Regions from separate parts of the Danio rerio genome. Here region 2 is linked to region 1. The links are chromatin contacts, called in public Micro-C maps. All regions are on one chromosome and are shown on one strand. The core of a region is the stretch at or near the end of the contact, and the rest is flanking DNA. Distances in the headings are between cores, read along the strand shown.

What was found. A called contact is a pair of places that touch in the nucleus more often than the background predicts.
Region 2: a contact with region 1 is called in a Micro-C map of caudal fin, with 6 times the contacts expected there. The contact joins the promoter of tbcelb here to the enhancer-like site in region 1. A contact is called at or near these places in 3 of 18 Hi-C or Micro-C datasets (caudal fin and embryo).

What each region holds. Positions count from the first base shown.
Region 1 is chr5:69,129,275-69,135,995 of GRCz12tu, forward strand. All of the region lies in intron 24 of cntrl (centriolin), which reads right to left. It overlaps tecta (tectorin alpha), which reads right to left. Exons shown (of 26, transcript XR_012406452.1): 17 at 5,747-6,033; 18 at 2,906-3,186; 19 at 1,747-1,851; 20 at 1,187-1,389. Among named protein-coding and RNA genes, the nearest start is that of usp2b, 27 kb to the left of the region's middle. Within about 2 kb of position 2,922, at least 8 of the 62 cell types and tissues checked have an H3K27ac peak or open chromatin away from gene starts, as enhancers often do. A contact at or near this core is called in caudal fin, where this site is marked.
Region 2 is chr5:69,217,656-69,224,376 of GRCz12tu, forward strand. tbcelb (tubulin folding cofactor E-like b) reads right to left here and starts at 2,763. Exons shown (of 10, transcript XM_073951571.1): 1 at 2,651-2,763. The region is part of intron 24 of cntrl (centriolin); the gene reads right to left. ttf1.6 (transcription termination factor 1, tandem duplicate 6) reads left to right here and starts at 5,333. Exons shown (of 9, transcript XR_012406457.1): 1 at 5,333-6,245.

The sequences.
Region 1 (6,721 bases), core at 1,672-4,171:
TATGTATTTACGAATCATGTTTTGAACTTGCGAATTGGATTTGTGTATTTTTTAATTATTTTTAGAGTTACGAATTGGATATTTGTATTCACTAATCGTGATATGAATTTATGACTTGGATATATGTATTTACAAGTTGTGTTTTAAATTTATAAACTGAATTTATGCATTTACAAATAGTGTTTTGAACTTATGAATTGAATTTATGTGTTTACGAATCATGTTTTGAATTTACAAATTGGATTTGTGTATTTACGAATTGTGTTTTAAATTTACAAATTAAATTTATGTATTTACAAATTATTTTTAGAGTTACGAATTGGATTTGTGTATTTACTAATCTTGATATAAATTTATGAATTAAATTTATGTATTTACAAATCGTGTTTTGAATTTATGAATTGAATTTATGTATTTACGAATCATGTTTTGAACTTGCGAATTGGATTTGTGTATTTTTCAATTATTTTTAGAGTTACGAATTGGATTTTTGTATTCACTAATCGTGATATGAATTTATGACTTGGATATATGTATTTACAAATCTCGTTTTGAATTTACAAATTGAATATGTGTATTTACGAATTGTGTTTTGAGTTTGCGAATTGAATTTGTTTTTACAAATCGTGTTTTGAATTTAGGAATTGAATTTATGTATTTACAAATCGTGATATGATTTTATGAATTGAATTTATGTATTTACAAATTGTGTTTTGAATTTACAAATTAGATTTGTGTATTTTTGAATCATGTTTTGATTTTGCAACTTGGATTGTGTAAACATGAATTGTGTTGTGGATGTATGAGTTATATTTTGTAAATGTATAATTATTGAGACTGATCTGTCTCCATGTACAGTATAATGACCCTAATGAAACAAATACACATTCATTTACCATTAACAAACACATTTGTACACTAGTATGCTGCTCTAAACATATTTGTGTGAACAAACAAGGACAAACAAGGACATTTGTAAGATGTGTTACGAATTAAATTAAAAATCCTTAATCAAAAAGAGATTTGATTAAGTCCATATGTCCTTGTTTGTTCACACATTTGGAAATGTGTGTGAACTGAAGAGCACTTTCCGTTGTCTCTCAAGATGCTGAGACAGTCTGAACTGAGACATTCTGCTCTTGAACAGTGTTGTTAATGAGAGATAGGGGGGGAAAGATTTGTTCACCTGTACAATAGAGCCACAGTGTCCCTTGGTATTGTTGATGTGGAAGGAGATGAAGTCCTCTCCCTCAATACCAGGGCAGTGCTGGTCGTTGATTCGTACATCCTCCCTCTCAAAGCCCAGCTGGAAGAGACGGCACTTAGAGATGGAGACCTCCATCTGAGCGTGCTTACAGGTCACTTCAGCCTGGATGATGTCATCTTCACCTACACCACAAGAACAACATGTCCTGGATATAACTGACTTTCAAGGGTTTCCTATGTGCGTTAAATTTTGTTCAGTGGCATTGGTTACGTTCTTTCTCTCCAATATGGCCGACTGATGACTGAACATTGAATACACTCTATAGAAACATTAAGAAAACATATTCATCAATTTGACAGCATACTATGCAAATCCTCACAACGCAAACAAATTAAGAAAACACACTGCAGTTTCTCACAACACATTCAAACCACATGGAACATGATGGAAATGTTTCAAGGGGACCCAAAAACATGACGGACCTGGCTGGGATTTGATTATCGTGCAGTGACTATTGCTCAGTGATTTGTTTTACTCACTAATGTCATTGTTGGGAAGTTCAGGGCAGCCACAAAGTTCTCCGTTCTCCTGCTCACATGTGTTGTTAGAGCAGATCTCTCCTGCACAGGGGTCATAGATCCATTCTGCTAAAGACAGGTCCAGTTACAAAGTTAGCACACAGAAACACACATGCAAACACACACAAAGTTTCCATATATCCATCCCTTCATTTGTACTTTTTCATATTAAATATTTACTTTTTGTCAAAACTGTAAGAATGGGCAGTCGTAATCGTACTCTTGTAAATACTGTAATGTTTTTGATCCATACTATAGTAAAGTACTTAAAGTATATGTTGCGGTAATTCCATAGTTAATATGGTAACACAACAACTATAGTAATACAAACAAATGGCCGAATACTGTAGTTTAAACGACTATACAAAATCATAGATTGTACTACAACACCACTACAGTATTTGTTAGTTTATCAGTGACCACTGGCTGAAAGATTTGACACATTACATTGCACTGGGAAGAATCACTGACAGTATATGGCGCTAATTAAAGGAGCACCATAAAATTTGTGATCTGTTTATACAGTTTTTAGAACAAAAACATAAATTTAAGCACTTTCAAGAACCTGTGGTTGTTTTTAAGTACTTTCCAGACCTTGAATTCATATGTCTGAAATTCAAGTACACTTAAAAGCAAAGAATATTGCAAAACTGTTGTAAGCAATGTATATATTAAATTAAATTTAGTAACGTTCAACTTTGTTTAAATTCAGCCCAAATAAATTGTTTGCAACCCTTTACCTTCAAAAGAAAATTGTAAATCCAATAATTATTTTTTTCAGGGTACTTTCAAGAAGCTGAGAACCCATTTAAATATATATATATATATATATATATATATATATATATATATATATATATATATATATATATATATATATATATATATATATATATATATATATATATATTATAAACAAATATAATAAATAAATATTTATTAAATTAAATTAAATTAAATTACAATAAATTAAATTAAATTAAATTAAATTAAATTAAATTAAATTAAATTAAATTAAATTAAATTAAATTAAATTAAATTAAATTAAATTGTTGAGCCCTGCTGCCATTCACAGTCTACACCCCTCCCTGTTGTCCTGTAGGTGGCAGCGTCCCCTTACAGCAGTTCTCCTGGGTGATCCACTTGGTGGTGAGAGTGCCGAAAGAGCGGCAGGCCTCAGCGTAGGCCGCCATAGAGCCGCACACCTGGGCCTTGCGGTGGTTGTAGCAGCCGTCCATGTAGCATGACTGGTAAAAAGGATGAGGGTCCAGCAGACCGTGGCAGGGCTGGAAGAAACCTTTCAAATCGGTAAGCTTCAGGCAGTTGTCCTCCCCCTGGAGCTCTGATACTGCTGTATTATCACAGGATTGAGCCAGGGCAACATACTGGGTCTCATCACAGCTACATAGAAGAAAAGGAGGATATAAAATGAGTGTAAAACGTAGCCTACATAACTGAAAGTACTGACACTGAGTGAACATTTTAGTAAGTTAAAAGTACAAGTGTCTGGCCAAAAATATAATGAGTGAAAGTAAACATGTACAGCTTTAAGTTGTACCTGAGTATTTGAAAATTAATAGTTTCTACAGGTGCTGTTAGGACCACTACACTGCAAAAAAAAAAAGAAAAAAAAGAAATGCTGATTTCTAGTACAAATATCTAAAAACTCTTAATTCAAGAAGCATTTTGTAGACAAGCAAAAATATTGTGTTGTTTTAGGAAATGTGCAAAATTAAGTGAGTTTTTCCTTCAAATTAAAACAAGCAAAAATAATCTTTAATTTTGAAACAACTTTTATTTTGACACAATATTATTTTGCTTACCCTATCGGCAGATTATTATGTTTGTTGGAAGGAAAACTCACTTAATTTTGCCATATTATTTAAAAAAATAATCATATTTATTTCACTTTTCTAGAAAATGCTTCTTGATTTAAGATTTTTTTAGATATCTGGACTAGAAAAAAGACAAAAAATCTAAGTAAGATATCCTTTTTTTGCTGTGTACCACCGCCACAAGACAAAAGAATTCAAAGCAATTTACAGAAATTAGGCCTTAATAGCCTGTAAATGAAGATGAAATAATAAAACAAAACATTATTCCTACTTAAATTATTATAAACTTGTTCATTCATCTTCCTTCAGCTTAGTCCCTTTATTCATCAGGGGTTGCCACAGTGGAATGAACCACCAATGTATCCAGCAAATGTTTTACACCGCGGGTACCTTTCCAGCTGCAGCCCAGTACTGGGAAAGATCCAAACACACTCATTCACACAAATACAATGTGGCCAATTTAACTTAACCAATTCACCTATACCACATGTATTTGGGCTGTGGGGGAAACGGGAGCACCTGGAGGAAACCCATACAAACACGGGTAGAACATGTAAACTCAATAACGAAATGCTAACTGATGCAGCCGAGGCTCAAACCAGTGAATTTCTTGCTGTGAGGCGACAGCACTTAACACTGAGCCATCGCATCGCTCGAATAAACTTGTTAACAGCCTTTATTATAATTATAAACTAGTTAACTGCAGAGAGGAATCATTTTGGAAATCAAAACAACTGTAAAAATAAAAGACAGCTATAATAAATAGTGCACAATTATAAATATATAAAGCAACGTTTTAGCCTAAATAAAGAGAGTTGTGTACATTATCTGTTATTTTAAAGTGATAATGGGTAAATTAAACCTTATTTGTTAAATCATCATATTTTCTTTTACTCACTCACTCACTTTCTTTGGTATGTTTCATTTACTATATAGTGTACCTTTAAACACTTAATTAGATAATAGTAATATATCATGAAAACCAAAAAATCATTGATAAAAAAGTTATTTTTTGGTATTTTATGGGTGAAAAAAGCTCTAAATTAAAAATTTTTGATTTTAAATTTGGAGGAAATGTCAGCAGTAGTTTACAGAAACAGAACACAAATAACTTTTTACTCAAACACACACAGTAACTATAACTCATAAATAAAAAAACAAAACAAAAACCCTGTCATTTTTAAATGTTTTTTTTTTAATTTCCCATAGCTGCATACCACCCTGAAACAATGCTGTGTAACAACATACATACATTTTTTACCATGTTAAGCATGCACATTTGATTGTCCGCTTGCCATATTTACTGCACTCAAGTAAAGGTATAGCCAGCATTTTAATTCAGAATTTACTAACTTAGAATTTACAAATTTAGTCATTTACTAACATACAAATCTCTAAAATTAACAATTAAAGGGATTTCTCACTCAAAAAATAAAGATTTACACATCATTTACTCTATTAAGTGGTTTCAAAGCTTTTTCTTTTCTTCAGTATTTTCTTTTGTATGTATGTTTTTTGTATGTATGTTGAAAGTATGTTGAAAACCAGTAAAAGCAAAGTGCTGAGAAACACCAAGAGGCGACACTCTAGTGTGCGATTCGGGAAATGGCTGTTAGACGGTGCAGCAGCCATTTTGGAATAAAAATTTAAATAGAACAACAGCATATTGCAAGTCTGTAAGATAAACTATTAAAAGTGCTGATGATTGTGATAGTAAGTGTTGTATTGTCGTCATCCAGGTTGTATCTCAGCTTTAATGCACTTTTTAAACAAATAAATAAAAAACAAAGCATCTGCTTGCCAACGCGACAGTAATGAGAGCCAATGTACATCCGACCGCTTTCACTCCAAAATGGCGGAATCCGGTGCTGTTACTGGGTGCTGCTCTTGCAATGGAACGTTTCACTGAGTGTTGGCTTCTGGTCATTTTAAGCTCTTTGGTAAAAGCAAATACTATGGAATTCAATGGTTACTGAAAACTCATAAAGGTTTGTGACTACAAGTGAAATATAAGTAAATGATGACAGAATCTTCATCTTTGGGAGAACTATCCCTTTATGTATGGGAAAGAAGTAAAATGACTCAAGTATTTTAAACCCCTGAATATAATGCTTTCTATTGCTAACCTGTTCTGCATGCCGTTTGTCTTCCAGCTCTGAGCGAGCTCCAGTGCACTGACAGCAGGTTTTCCACGAGAGGTGATGTAGTCATCTGTGGGATCCCCGTTAAAGTTCCCACACAGTCCACACACCTTGTTCTGTAGCCGTGGACCCATTGTAATGCTGAGGGTGTTGAATCGATTATAACGAACCTGGATGTCCTGAGGAGTGTCGATCACCAGAAATCCCTCAGATGTGGATACTCTTGTCATTAGACCTGTGACAAAAGGTACGGACACGGGCGTACCGTTTACCTAAGGCAAAAGAGGAAAACACTTAGCATTTAGCTAGGAAAGATGAGTAATGTCCTAATCATTCTAGAATTGCATAGCCAACATATAAAAAAGTCACAATCTGTCTATTAAGTGGGTGACAATTTCAACTAAATCTAAAAACCTTTTATGCAAATAGCATAAACAACACTTCAAGGACCGGAATAAGTAACCCTTGGAAAATATGTTTCAAGTTTTAAGAAGCGACACTGTTTTTACTTCCATATAAACTACAGAAACATTGTTTTTGTGCAAATAGTGATGTCATGCGCTGGTGAGTCATGTGTTCAGGCATGCATGAATACTATTCAAACAAAAACATAGATAGATATTTATAGATATTAATGTACAGCCGTGGCTTTCTCATGCCGAGTTCAGACTGCATGATTTAAGCCCTGATTTTGACTCGGCGATGGTTTTGAGAAATTGCCTTAAATCACATGCAAATCGGTGCTCGTTCACGTGAGTGACAATCACACAGTGAGAACTATCAAGGACGCGATATGAGAATCACCGATGAGTCGCAGACACCCGTGAGATATATGGCATGGTAAATATCTGGAGCTGTCGACGATTCAAATCATGCCGTGTGAAATGTTTTCTGACTGAAAATAACATCGGCGATCACCTACAGTCAATGAGAAAGCAGCATCTACTAGTACGGGCCAGC
Region 2 (6,721 bases), core at 1,513-4,012, 88 kb after region 1:
TTAATCCTCACAGTGAAACGGGCACAGGCTGATCTGTCACAACCCTCTGTGAAGTCCACTCAAAGTACATCTCACAATCTTCACTTCAAAGCAAGATTCATCTTGATCCAAAACCTTGTCTGTTCAGACCAGATAGTTTTCATTTGAGAGAGAGAGAGAGAGAGAGAGTATGTAAACAGAAAATGCCCTCAGTGGGTGAATGGCTATACATTACAGACATTTATTTTTTGATTCGGCGTAGTCCCTTATTTATCAGGGGGCGCCACAGCGGAATGAACTGCCAACATTACAGACAGTTAGATTCCAAATAACTTTGAAAATCTGATAAGTGATATCCACAACCAGTCTGTAATTCATTTGAGTGTTTGAGTGTTAATGTGCTAATATTTACTACAAGGTCCCATTAGTATGCTAACTAACAGTGACTAATCTATTTGTTAAAGAATTTATAATCTTAAGTTAGTTAAAAATGCAACTGAATTTTTTAAAATAGAGCTGAATACTAGTTAATTTTATCTCATGTATACTAATTTTAACAAATAAACGTTTTTTTTATAAATAAGTGCCTTAATTAAATTTACTTAGTTAAAAAATAAACACTTTTTACATAAAATAAAAATAATGAACAAGTCTGGTCTTGACTTTTTTTTTTAAATATCAGAACAACATTTCACTAAATGTGTTAAAATGCAGAAAATATTAAGTCAGATGACTCTGTTAAAAAGATGATTGATGAAGTGATACTCTTTATTATTACAACTGTTTTTCACTGGAAAATAATCTTTTGCAACAACACTGAAGTTACAAGCTTTTCTTCATGTCATATTTTTCTGCGGTTATGTCGACTTACAAAAAAAATTATATATAAATATATATATATATATATATATATATATATATATATATATATATATATTTTTTTTTTTTTTTTTTTTTTTACAAATATGTGTGTGTGTGTGTGTGTATATATATATATATATATATATATATATATATATATAGGTATTGAACAAAATAAAGTTATTATTGGTTCTATGGATTTGCCATAATTGTTCCTGAGCAAAATGTTAGTTTGTTTTATTTTATAAGCTATTGATAATTTTTATAAACATGTATGTTTAAAACATATACTGTATATTCATACATAAATTAATTATTACATCATAAATATATTTTAAAGGTTTTAAGGCCCTATATATGTGTTACCTCTTTAGCCCCTAGAGCTAAATTTTAAAGTCCTAACATTTAAATAGGGGCTTGTCCGGGATCTCTTTAATAAAAACATACCTGCAATAGTTAGGATCGATATTGGTCTTCTCTATTATATCATTTCTTGTTTTACTTTTTTGTGAGTGTTATCACCAGATGACTTTCATTTTACAGAGACATGCTTTTTTATTTATCGCTCATCAGTGCATTTAAATATTAACAACAAACAGACTAAAACAAAATGAAACAAAAGCATCACTTGACTTCAAAAAATAAAGCCAAAAATTTATTGTCAAGGAAACAGATAATAGATCAACATTTACAGGTTGTAAATTGTGAATCAACTGAACTGTTTATATTAGGCATGGGACGATAATCGGTTTCAAGGTTTACCACGGTTTGGAAAAGTCAAGGTTTTAAAACAGCAAAATGTTTCTATTATACCGTTCCTAAAGTATGTGTAAGGCTTTTTAAATGTGTTTTTTATGTGGTGTTAAGAAATCAGTGTATTTTTATCTAAGAATATTATATGTCAGATACCAGCACATGCCTAGATCATATTAATTCAACCTAGTTTCAAAAGCTTTGTTTAACTTTTTAAACATCATCGAAACACTTGTTTCTCGCGAGAGGGGTTTAAGATAAAAAAAAAACGGTATATTTGCAGTTCTGGTCAGGAAAACTGTTAACTTGATTCAACTCGTCCTAAAATAAAGCCTCGGGTCAGGAGTCAGTCGTTCATTCACACACGAACACACACACACACACACACACACACACACACACACACACACACACACACACACACACACACACACGTACGTCAAGTCAACAGCTGCGCACTGACAAGTTGTTGAATTTCAAATGCACGGCTGCCATAACAACGCGTGTGTTTTGGATTGGCTCTGTTCTACCGGATTCTGCAACTCGGCAACAGAAACTTCACGAAGCCACTAGTGTTTACACACTTAAACCGCTTTTGTTTTAGAAGCGACAGGAGTTTTTGTGCTTTTAAACAATAACAAAATATACAATATGTGCCATTTTAAACGAACAGAATGACCTCACGATAAGCTAAATATAGTCACACAGGCTTATTGTACAGTAACCCATAGAAATGCACAGTGCAGCAGCGAGCCAATAAGCGCGTTGATTATATTTATTTATTTATTCCTCAAAAAACAACATTATTCTGCAACGAAACGAAGCTTAACCTTTTCGATGAAGCGTTTATAAACGTGACATGCACATGCAAGTTTTTATTGACGCGGAATGATCAGAGAATGTCTATATTTACGGTATTTTTTATACAAAAAGTATACAGTACAAAGACCTAACGATAATGTAATAACGCATCGTACATCTCGTCATCTTACAGACACTAAAAATAAAAGGCGAAATACATGTGCTACATTTTGCGTGAGTTGTTTGATGCGCTTACCGATGACAAAGGTTCAGCAAATCGCTCTGCTTGTTTTTGTTGTTGATCCGTTGACAGTGTTTTGAACACGAAGCTCTACTGTAGTTACTTCCTATTGGCGAGACGGGCTTGTTGTTTTTGCAGCTTGCCGCTCCAGGACAGAGGGTGGCAGCAGTGCAACAGGAAATACATAGATATGTTTTTGGACATTAATCCTGAATGTTTTCATCAAGTCCATTATTTTGATGCATCGTCTTTTGATATCACTAATCATATGTTGGCAAAACCTGTTTTACTATATATATCAAGCGTAATAAGGCTATCCGTACCCTTTTCCAAAGAGAACTTATTACTGTACCTTATATTGAATCTTTTTGGATGTCTTTATTAAAGGATCAACTGATTTGCTGGAACAAAAACTGTGGCTGTTACCACAGAAATATCATGTTAGAAATAAAATTAAAGAAATATCCTGTAAACTTCTCCACAGCTTTTATCCAGCAAAACATTATTTACAAAAATGTAATAGTGGGATTGATGTAAATTGTATTTTTGTAATGAATATGAGGAGACTGCTTTACACTTATTTTGGCATTGTGCATACTCAGTCAACTTATGGAGTGAGGTGCAAAAATGTATTAATAACAAATTACAGTGTTCAAAACCTCTGTCATTGTTGTGGGAAAATGTACTTTTTGCCTTGTCTATGTACCCTAATCAAGAGGAAAATAGTTTTTTTTAATTAATTTAATTATTTTGCTAACAAAATTTTACATTCATAAAAGTAAATTTACCAATAAGAAACCGAATTTTAAGGTGTTGATGACTGAATTATGCTTATATATTAGTAGTGTCAAAGACTCTCTAAATAAGAAAGCCCTACGCACTTTAAAACTTTGCGAACTCTACAATGTATTTATTTGATTATTACATATCAACATTTTGTATATTTGTATTTGATTTATGCTTGCTTAACCCCTGGCATGTATATTTTTTGTACTGTTAAAATGTTATAAGATTAAAAATGAAATAAAAAATGTAAAGATGTGCACTTTATAATTATGAATCTTATTTATCATGTAAAAACAATTTCTTCGGATAAAAATTTTATGCTGAAGACACAAATATATGCCAGTTTTGTCATTTAGATATTGAAACAAAGTATTAGTTTCAACATAAAATATCTGTAACACTTATCTTCTTGTGGGAAATGACTAAGTTGGGTTTAAGCATAAAGTATCTAAAAGTGTTTAAGGATAAAAAAATGTCTTATATATTAAATAATGAATTGTCTTTTCAGCTTAATTCATTTATTAATCTGAGGTTGCCACAGCGGAATGAACCGCCAACTTATCCAGCATATGGTTTACGCAGCGGATGCCCTTCCAGTTGCAACCCATCACTGGAAAACATCCATATACACTCATTCACACACATACACTATGGACATTTCACCCACTGTATACCGCATGTTTTTGAACTGTGGGGGAAACCGGAGCACCCGGAGAAAACCCACTCGAACACGGGGAGAACATACAAACTCCACACAGAAATGCCAACTGACCCAGCCAAGGCTCGAATCAGCGACTTTCTTGCTGTGAGGCAATTGTACTCCCCACTGTGCAACAGTGCTGCCCTAAATAATTTGTGGATAGGCTATCATTAAAATGTTTTATTCATAAATGAAAATTTTTCAAATTACCCCATACTAGTGGTGTTTAAAGAAGAATTTGTCACATATTTGAAGACATTAAGAGAGATGAAAAGTCAAAAAGCAAGACATTTATATATGTTATTAGAGGATTTTGGTTTGTTTGTTCATTCATTCCTTCAGCTTAGTCCCTTTATTAATCAGGGGCCACCACAGCAGCATGAACCACCAACTTATCCAGCTAATGTTGTACACTGCGTATGCCCTTCCAGCTGCAGCCCATTACTGGAAAACACCCATTCACACTCATACACTACGGACAATTCAGCTTACCCACTCCACCTATAGCTTATGTCTTTGCACTGTGGGGGAAACCAGAGCACCCGGAGGAAACCCACAGGGAGAACATGAAAACTCCACACAGAAATGCCAACTGACCCAGCTGAGGCTCGAACCAGCGACCTTCTTGCTGTGAGGCAACAGTGCTAACCACTTAGCCACCGTGTCACCCCATTTGTTAGTTTGTATAGCTTATTTTCAGCCTATTTTTCCTTTAGTATGTGTGTATTGTGTAGTGGCAGTTTTCTTTAAAGAGGCGCTCTCTGTGGTCAAGAAACAAAGTCTTACCCGGGATGTCTTTTCAAAGTTTTATTCTTTGCAAAGAAGGTCACAGTCATACAGCAACAACAGTTTTTGCAGAGTGGGACACTGAAGTCAAGTGTGTTCACCCTTTTATCTGGTTTGTACTGCTTGCAAGGTCAAATCCTAATAAGGCCCATTCTGTACGTGCATGAAGTGCTTCGCTGTTTCTGCTGTAAGTTTCCACTACACATGTTTAAATAAAAATTAATTTCCATTACAATTGTCACCATCATTCTGTTGCACTGTTGAAGCTTCAGTCTCAAAAGCAAATACCTCGTGTAAACATACCTGCCCTTTCTGAATCTGGATTTGGAATTGCATACATTTACTTACTTATTGTCTTATTTATGTAATGACTTTTCTGACCGACAGGTGGCAGTATAGTTATGTCGCTGAGAAGATCGCAGACTAATCCGTGAAGAAGTACAGGAGGAAAAGTGCGGTTAGTAAACATTCCGCTAAATGTTTCAGGTGTAGAACTATCTAAAGATAATATAACGTATAGCATAAGAGTAAAGCTTAACATATATTCGTAGCGTCGTTCCTGTGGTGATGTGTTTGGTGTGTTGTTTGTGCTCATGACGTGAAATTAGCGACACACGTGCAAGGAGTCGCCAGAAGTTCTTACAGTCTTCGTTTAGGAGAAACTGGATTTTATGTTTGTTTCGTCATGATTTAAACTTTTTAAAGATTATTAACTTACTATGGATGAAATGCCGTCACTTTCGAGTAATGCCCGCGTTGATGGGGAAAAGGTAAAGAAAAAGAGAAGTAAACCTACGGAGCAGCATGAACTCACTGAAAGTCCACAGGAACAGGCTGAGAAACGCCTTAAAAAGAAGGAGAAGATGAGAAACAGTATTAGGGAAACGGATATTAATTTGCAAATAAAGAAAAGAAGAAAGCTAGATGATGAAGGCGAGACTCCTGTGTTGGATGATGGTGTCTCAAATCAGCATGAAGCACAAACACAAGAGCTTCAGGGTTCAAGGGAAGGGAAGACTTCTAAAAGAAAGAAAATGAGAGAAAAACTGAAACAGACAAACTGTGAAGACATGGCAAAACAACAGACTGACATCAGGAGAGAGCATGAGGATGAGCCAAACACGAGTGATCATGAAAGGGGTCTTCTTGATATAATGATGGGTACTAAAACACGCAAGACGAAGCAACTACTCTCAGATGAACCTCTAGTTGATTTAAATGCTTTGGATGAACTGAATCAATTTTGCCCTAAAATCACATTAGCATCCCGAAGCGCACGTGATATCAATAAAATGATCAGGATTGACCTGCCAAGGTTCAAGGAATTCAGAAAACAAGGTAAGCTGATTCTGTTGAATGTGTGTATTAGGTATGGGAGGTATGATAACCTTGCATAAAAATACCACGGTTTGAAGGTTTCGTGATTACTGCTCTTTTTAAATCTCTAAGTAAAAAACAAAAACTTTTTTTTTGCCTTTTGAACACAACATGTTTTATTTCAAGAAACATTTTAAATAATTTATAACAGTAAACATGTCAGGCTAAATAGTTTAAATAAATCATTGACTTCTGCAGTCTTCATTAGTTTTGAAAACGCATATTTCTTTACAATTTAATGTTGTATTGGCATTTTTAGATATCATTTCTGCTGGGGATACTGTTGTCCTTAAAAAAAAAACATAAATAAAACATTTTACATATACCGTAGGACCGATATAGCAGAAAAGCTTGTTAGTTTTAAAACTTTGACTTTTCCAAACCATGGTGTGCGTTGAAAACTGTTACCGTTCCATGCCTAGTGTGTAATGTGTATA